2 separate regions of the Sus scrofa genome follow, and region 2 is linked to region 1. The links are chromatin contacts, called in public HiChIP or PLAC-seq maps. All regions are on one chromosome and are shown on one strand. The core of a region is the stretch at or near the end of the contact, and the rest is flanking DNA. Distances in the headings are between cores, read along the strand shown. Region 1 overlaps LOC110256931 (a long non-coding RNA gene). Region 2 overlaps LOC110256931 (a long non-coding RNA gene).

What was found. HiChIP or PLAC-seq counts read pairs in DNA pulled down with a chosen protein or histone mark.
Region 2: a contact with region 1 is called in an H3K27ac HiChIP or PLAC-seq map of alveolar macrophages. The contact joins two enhancer-like sites. A contact is called at or near these places in 2 of 47 Hi-C or Micro-C datasets (embryonic fibroblasts and epiblast stem cells) and 1 of 2 datasets of contacts at active chromatin or transcription factors (alveolar macrophages).

The regions. Positions count from the first base shown.
Region 1 is chr15:66,476,389-66,479,114 of Sscrofa11.1, forward strand. It overlaps LOC110256931 (a long non-coding RNA gene), which reads right to left. Exons shown (of 5, transcript XR_002339014.1): 5 at 1,272-1,319. Among named protein-coding and RNA genes, the nearest start is that of BAZ2B, 66 kb to the left of the region's middle. Within about 2 kb of position 1,328, at least 8 of the 83 cell types and tissues checked have an H3K27ac peak or open chromatin away from gene starts, as enhancers often do. A contact at or near this core is called in alveolar macrophages, where this site is marked.
Region 2 is chr15:66,554,132-66,556,857 of Sscrofa11.1, forward strand. The region is part of intron 4 of LOC110256931 (a long non-coding RNA gene); the gene reads right to left. Among named protein-coding and RNA genes, the nearest start is that of MARCH7, 94 kb to the right of the region's middle. Within about 2 kb of position 1,325, at least 7 of the 83 cell types and tissues checked have an H3K27ac peak or open chromatin away from gene starts, as enhancers often do. A contact at or near this core is called in alveolar macrophages, where this site is marked.

The DNA of each region.
Region 1 (2,726 bases), core at 78-2,577:
AGTTCTGATTAAGAAAAAACAAACAAGCAAAGAGCTACAAATCAGAGACAGCTAAAATGCTCCCTTAGGACAATGAATGAACAAGCCATAAACATCTGTGGACTCAACAATGATGATAAAACCTTTAAAAAATACAATAAAAGTTCTCTCTGGACCCTGAAAAATGTTAAATTTAACAAATGAACCAGTTTCCAAAAAAATTTTAAAACACAAGATTATATACATCGTTTACATTTCTGATAATTACTGCTTCTAATGAACAATTAAAACAGGGTTAAAAAAGCAGATTCATTGAGTACATAATTTACTCAATTTTTTACTCCTTTCATTTAAAAGGAGTTTTCAAAAATGCCATAACATTTCGTTCCTATAATGCAGATTTTACTAATTAGAATTTTCTAACAATGTAGATCAAGGCCTTGAATAAAGTTCTTCTTTAAGTAACATGTTTCCTTATATACAGTAGAAATAAATGTTTTAAATAAAATTAAAGAGGAAAAGAAGATAGTTCAGAGAACTATCCTTTTCAACAACTCTTTACATTTGGATGACTCCTTATGAATCACTTAAATATCAATGAAAAATTTAAGAAAGAAGCTTAATAATCCTTTCAAAGCTGTTTTCATAGTCTTTCCTTAATATGTGATTACAGTCTCAAGTAATTTTATTTTTATAATTTTCTTTCTAACATGGAGTTGCCTTAAATGTTTTGTGTCATATTTTAGAAAGAACAAAAAGTGAAAAAGATGATGTTCGGATTATGATTCGCACTGAAATGTTAATATAATTAGGCATACAATTTCAGTTATAAATTAAGTTTAATTTTCATTTTAAACCTTTAAAAAGCATTTAAAGAGGTATTTAAACAACTACAGTGTGAGAGGTGATTCATTAAAATGTAAACATTCAATTGGCTGTTGAAAGAAAAACAATTTAAAATTATAAATATTTTCGGAGTTCCCACTCGTGGCTCAGTGGTCATGAACCCAACTAGTATCCATGAGAAAATGGATTTGACCCCTGGCCTTGTTCAGTGGGTTAAGGATCTGGTGCTGCTGTGAGCTGTGGTGTAGGTGGCAAATGCGGCTTGGATCCTGCATTGCTGTGGTTGTGGCGTAGGTTGGCAGCTGCAGCTCTGATTTGAACCCTAGCCTGGGAACTTCTATATGCCACACTTGCAGCTCAAAAAGAAAAAAAAAATTATATTTTCTAACTTAATTTTCATTCTCAGAGAAAACAAATAGCTGTAAAAGCATAATTATCATTTTGGTCTTACTGTGATCAGTGCGGTCAATCTTGTGACATCACTGTTGAGAAATCTGCAGAAGGAAAAGAGAAATAGCATTCAGCTGAATCATACTTAAGTAATTTCGTAAACTAAAAAGTCTGTCTAGAATATGTGTCTTTCTTGATGCCATAAGTCGTATTTTAATTAATCTAAAATTGTCAGGAAAAGTAGAATTGGAATGGCACAAAAAAGCATAAAACCCCTGGAGTTTATTTACAGGTTGTTATTTACTATGGTATGGTAAATTATATAAGCAACACCCCAGGGCTAACGTAACATTTTAGTAAATAAATTAAAGGATGTTTGGGCTAGTTTTATTTGTTTTCAAATATTTACTAACAAGGAAATCACAGTCTTAAATATATTACAAACAACAGATACCCAGGTACTGTATATAGGTACCCATTTCTTTATGATTAGATTAGCAGTTCAGCCTCTGGCCAGAAGATGATCTACTCATTACTAATTTACAGGAGAAACTGCTTCGTGTTAATCCTTACGAACAGTGGCGAAATTATTAAAGATTGAAAATATCATTACAAAGGAACTATAAACCCAGGGAAAGTTATAAGTTAAACTGCTTCCTAACTATATATGGCTTAGAGTTCTTATCTCTGTCAAATCCAAGCTTTTAGAAATTTCTTAATTAACAAGGTATGGCTTAATTTAAGGTAAGTTTTCAAGTGTTTAGTGTTAAAAAGTAACATGATGTTAACGCGTTTTAAGATTCATAATATGCTTTCATGCATAATTTCATCAGATCCATATAACAATTCAAAGAACCGGGAAAGTGGTATTTCTTATTATATACTCGGGGAAAATAGATGTTGCAGAGGATACTTGACTTGTTCAAGCACAGAGAACTGAGTTTTCCTTGGTTCCTTCTTTATCTCACACCTCCCAACCCATTCTGCTAATCATCCATCCTCATTCTGTCCTTAATTCAAAAGAAGTTATTACTGCTTTTTAATTCATTAGTTCAAGATATTGTTCTCCTATATATATGTCTATTCTAGTGTCCCTTCTAGTCTTAACTCAGTGACAAATATTAGCTCACAATACTCCCTTCCTAAAAACTGTCCAATGACTTTTCCATCACTTAGAATAAAGTTCACAGAGTTCTGTCAGGGCGCAGCGAAAATGAATCTGACTAGGAACCATGAGGTTTCGGGTTTGATCCCTGGCCTTGCTCAGAGGCTTAAGGATTCGGTGTTGCCGTGAACTGTGGTGTAGGTCGCAGACGCAGCTTGGATCTGGTGTTGCTGTGGCTGTGGTGTAGGCCGGCAGCTACAGCTCCGATTAGACCCCTAGCCTGGGAACCTCCATATGCCGTGGGTGCAGACCTAAAAACACAAAAAAGATAAAAAAGAATAAAGTTCATTATACCTATCATGGTCTCTTAGTCCCTCTGTTACCTGGTCTCCTGACTACGTCTCCC
Region 2 (2,726 bases), core at 75-2,574, 78 kb after region 1:
ACATGACACCATAAAACTCCTAGAATAGAACACAGGAAAAACAGTCTCAGACATAAACATACCAATGTTTTTCTTAGGTCAGTCTCATAAGGCCGTAGAAATAAAAGCAAAAATAAACAAATAGGACCTGATCACATTTTAAATTTTTTGCAAAGCAAAGGAAACCATCAACAAAACAAAAAGACAACATGCAGATTGGGAGAAAACATTCACAAACAAAGCCACAAGAGCTTATTTTCCAAAATACACAGTTTATACAATTCAGTATCAAAAACCCACACAACCCAATCAAATATGGGCAGAAGACCTAAACAGACATTTCTCCAAGGAAGACATGGCCAACAGACACATGAAAAGATGCTCAACATCACTAAATTTAAAGAGAAATGCAAATCAAAACTACAATGAGAGAGTTCCCACTGTGGCACAATGAGATCAGCAGCGTCTTGGAAGCACTGGGATACAGGTTTGATCCCCTGCCTGACACACAGGGTTAAGGATCCAGTGTTGCTGCAGCTGTGGCTTAGGTGTGACTGCTGCTCGGATCTGATCCCTGGCCAAGGAATTCCATATGTGATATGCTGCAGGGCGGCCAAAAATGAAAACAAACAAACAAAAACACAATGAGGTATCACCTCACACTGGCCAGAATGGCTATCATTTTAAAAATATACAAATAATAAATGCTGAAGAGGATGTGGAGAAAAGGGAACCTTCCTACACTGTTGGTGGGAATGTAATTTGTGCAGCCACCATGAAAAATAGTAATAAACTATAAATAGTAATAAACTAAAAATAGAAATACCATATGACTCAACAACCCCTTACTCCTGGACATATATTCAGAAAAGATGAAAACTCTTAATTCAGAAAGATATATGCCTGAGTTCCCATTATGACTCAGCAGTAATGAACCTGACTAGTCTCCATGAGGATGCACATTTGATCCCTGACCCTGCTCAGTGGGTTAAGGATGAGCCGAGGTGTAAGTCACAGATCTGCTGTGGCTGTGGCTGTGGCTGTGGTGTAGGCTGGCACCTACAGCTTCAACTGGACCCCTAGCCCAAGAACTTCCATATATTGCAGGTGCTGCCCTAAAAAAAAAAAGAAGATTCATGCAGTGCAATGTTTACAGCAGCACTATTTACAACAGCCAAGACATAGGAGTTCCTGTCATGGCTCAGAGGTAATGAATACAACTAGCATCTATGAGGACTCAGAGTCGATTCCTGGCCCCCTGTTCAGTGGGTTAAGGATCCACTGTTGCTGTGAACTGTGATGTTGGTCGCAGACATGGCTTGGATCCCATGTTGCTATGGGCTACGGTGCAGACCAGCCCCGTCAGCTCTGACTCAACCCCAGCCTGGGAACCTCCACATGCCATGGGTGCGGCCCTAAAAAAAAAAAAAAAAAAACAAACTACAATAGCCAAGACATGGAAAGAATCCAAGTGCCCATCAACAGATGATTGGCTTAAGATGTCATATATATATACATGCCCCTGGCCTTGCTCAGTAGGTTAAGGATCTAGCATTACCGTGATCTGTGGTGTAGGCTGCAGATGCTGCTCATATCCTGTATTGCTGTGGCTGTGGTGTAGGCCATATATATATATATATGTACACACACACACACACATATATACACTCAAGAATATTACTCAGCCACAAGAATGAAATATTGCCATTTGCAACAACATGGGTGGATCTAGAGATTATCATTCTAAGAGAGGTAAGACAAAGACAAATATTATATGATATCACTTATATGTGGACTTTTTAAAATAATACAAATGAATCTATACACAAAACAGAAACACAGACATAGAAAACAAACTTATGGTTACTAAAGGGGAAAGGAGAGGGGAAGGGATAAATTAGGAGTATGGGAGTAACAGATATAAACTACTATACATAAAATAGATAAGCATCAAGGATTTACTGTATAGCACAGAGAACTAATTCAGTATCTTATGATAACCATTAATGGAAAATAATCTCAGAGTTCCCATTGTGGTACAACAGAAACAAATCTGACTAGCATCCATGAGAATGAAGGTTTGATCCCTGGCCTTGCTCAGTAGGTTAAGGATCTAGCATTACCGTGATCTATGGTGTAGGCTGCAGATGCTGCTCATATCCTGCATTGCTGTGGCTGTGGTGTAGGCCAGCATCTATAGCTCCGATTCAACCCTAGCCTGGGAACTTCCATATGCTATTGGTGCAGCCCTAAAAGAAAAAAAAAAGAAAATAATCTGAAAAACTATATATATGTAACTGAACTACTTTGCTGTATACCTATAACTAACACAATTTTCCAAATCAGCTATACTTCAGTTTTTTAAAACCCTATATATATTTTATATATATACATACATATTTTTATGTGTGTATATATATATTTGTCTTTTTAGGGTTGCACTAGCAGCATATGGAGGTTCCCAGGCTAGGGGTCGAATCTGAGCTACAGCTGCCAGCCTACACCACAGCCACAGTAACGTGGGATCCCAGCCGCATCTGCGACCTACACCCCAGCTCACAGAAAAGCTGGATACTTAATCCACTGAGCAAGACGCCAGGGATCCAACCTGCGTTCCCATATATGCTAGTCAGATTTGCTTCTGCTGAGCCACGATGGAACTCTTGTTTAATATATTTTAATCTTGGTAATCTTCCACTACATTGTGAGACTTTGAGGTCAAAACCAGGATTTATTACTCTTTCTAC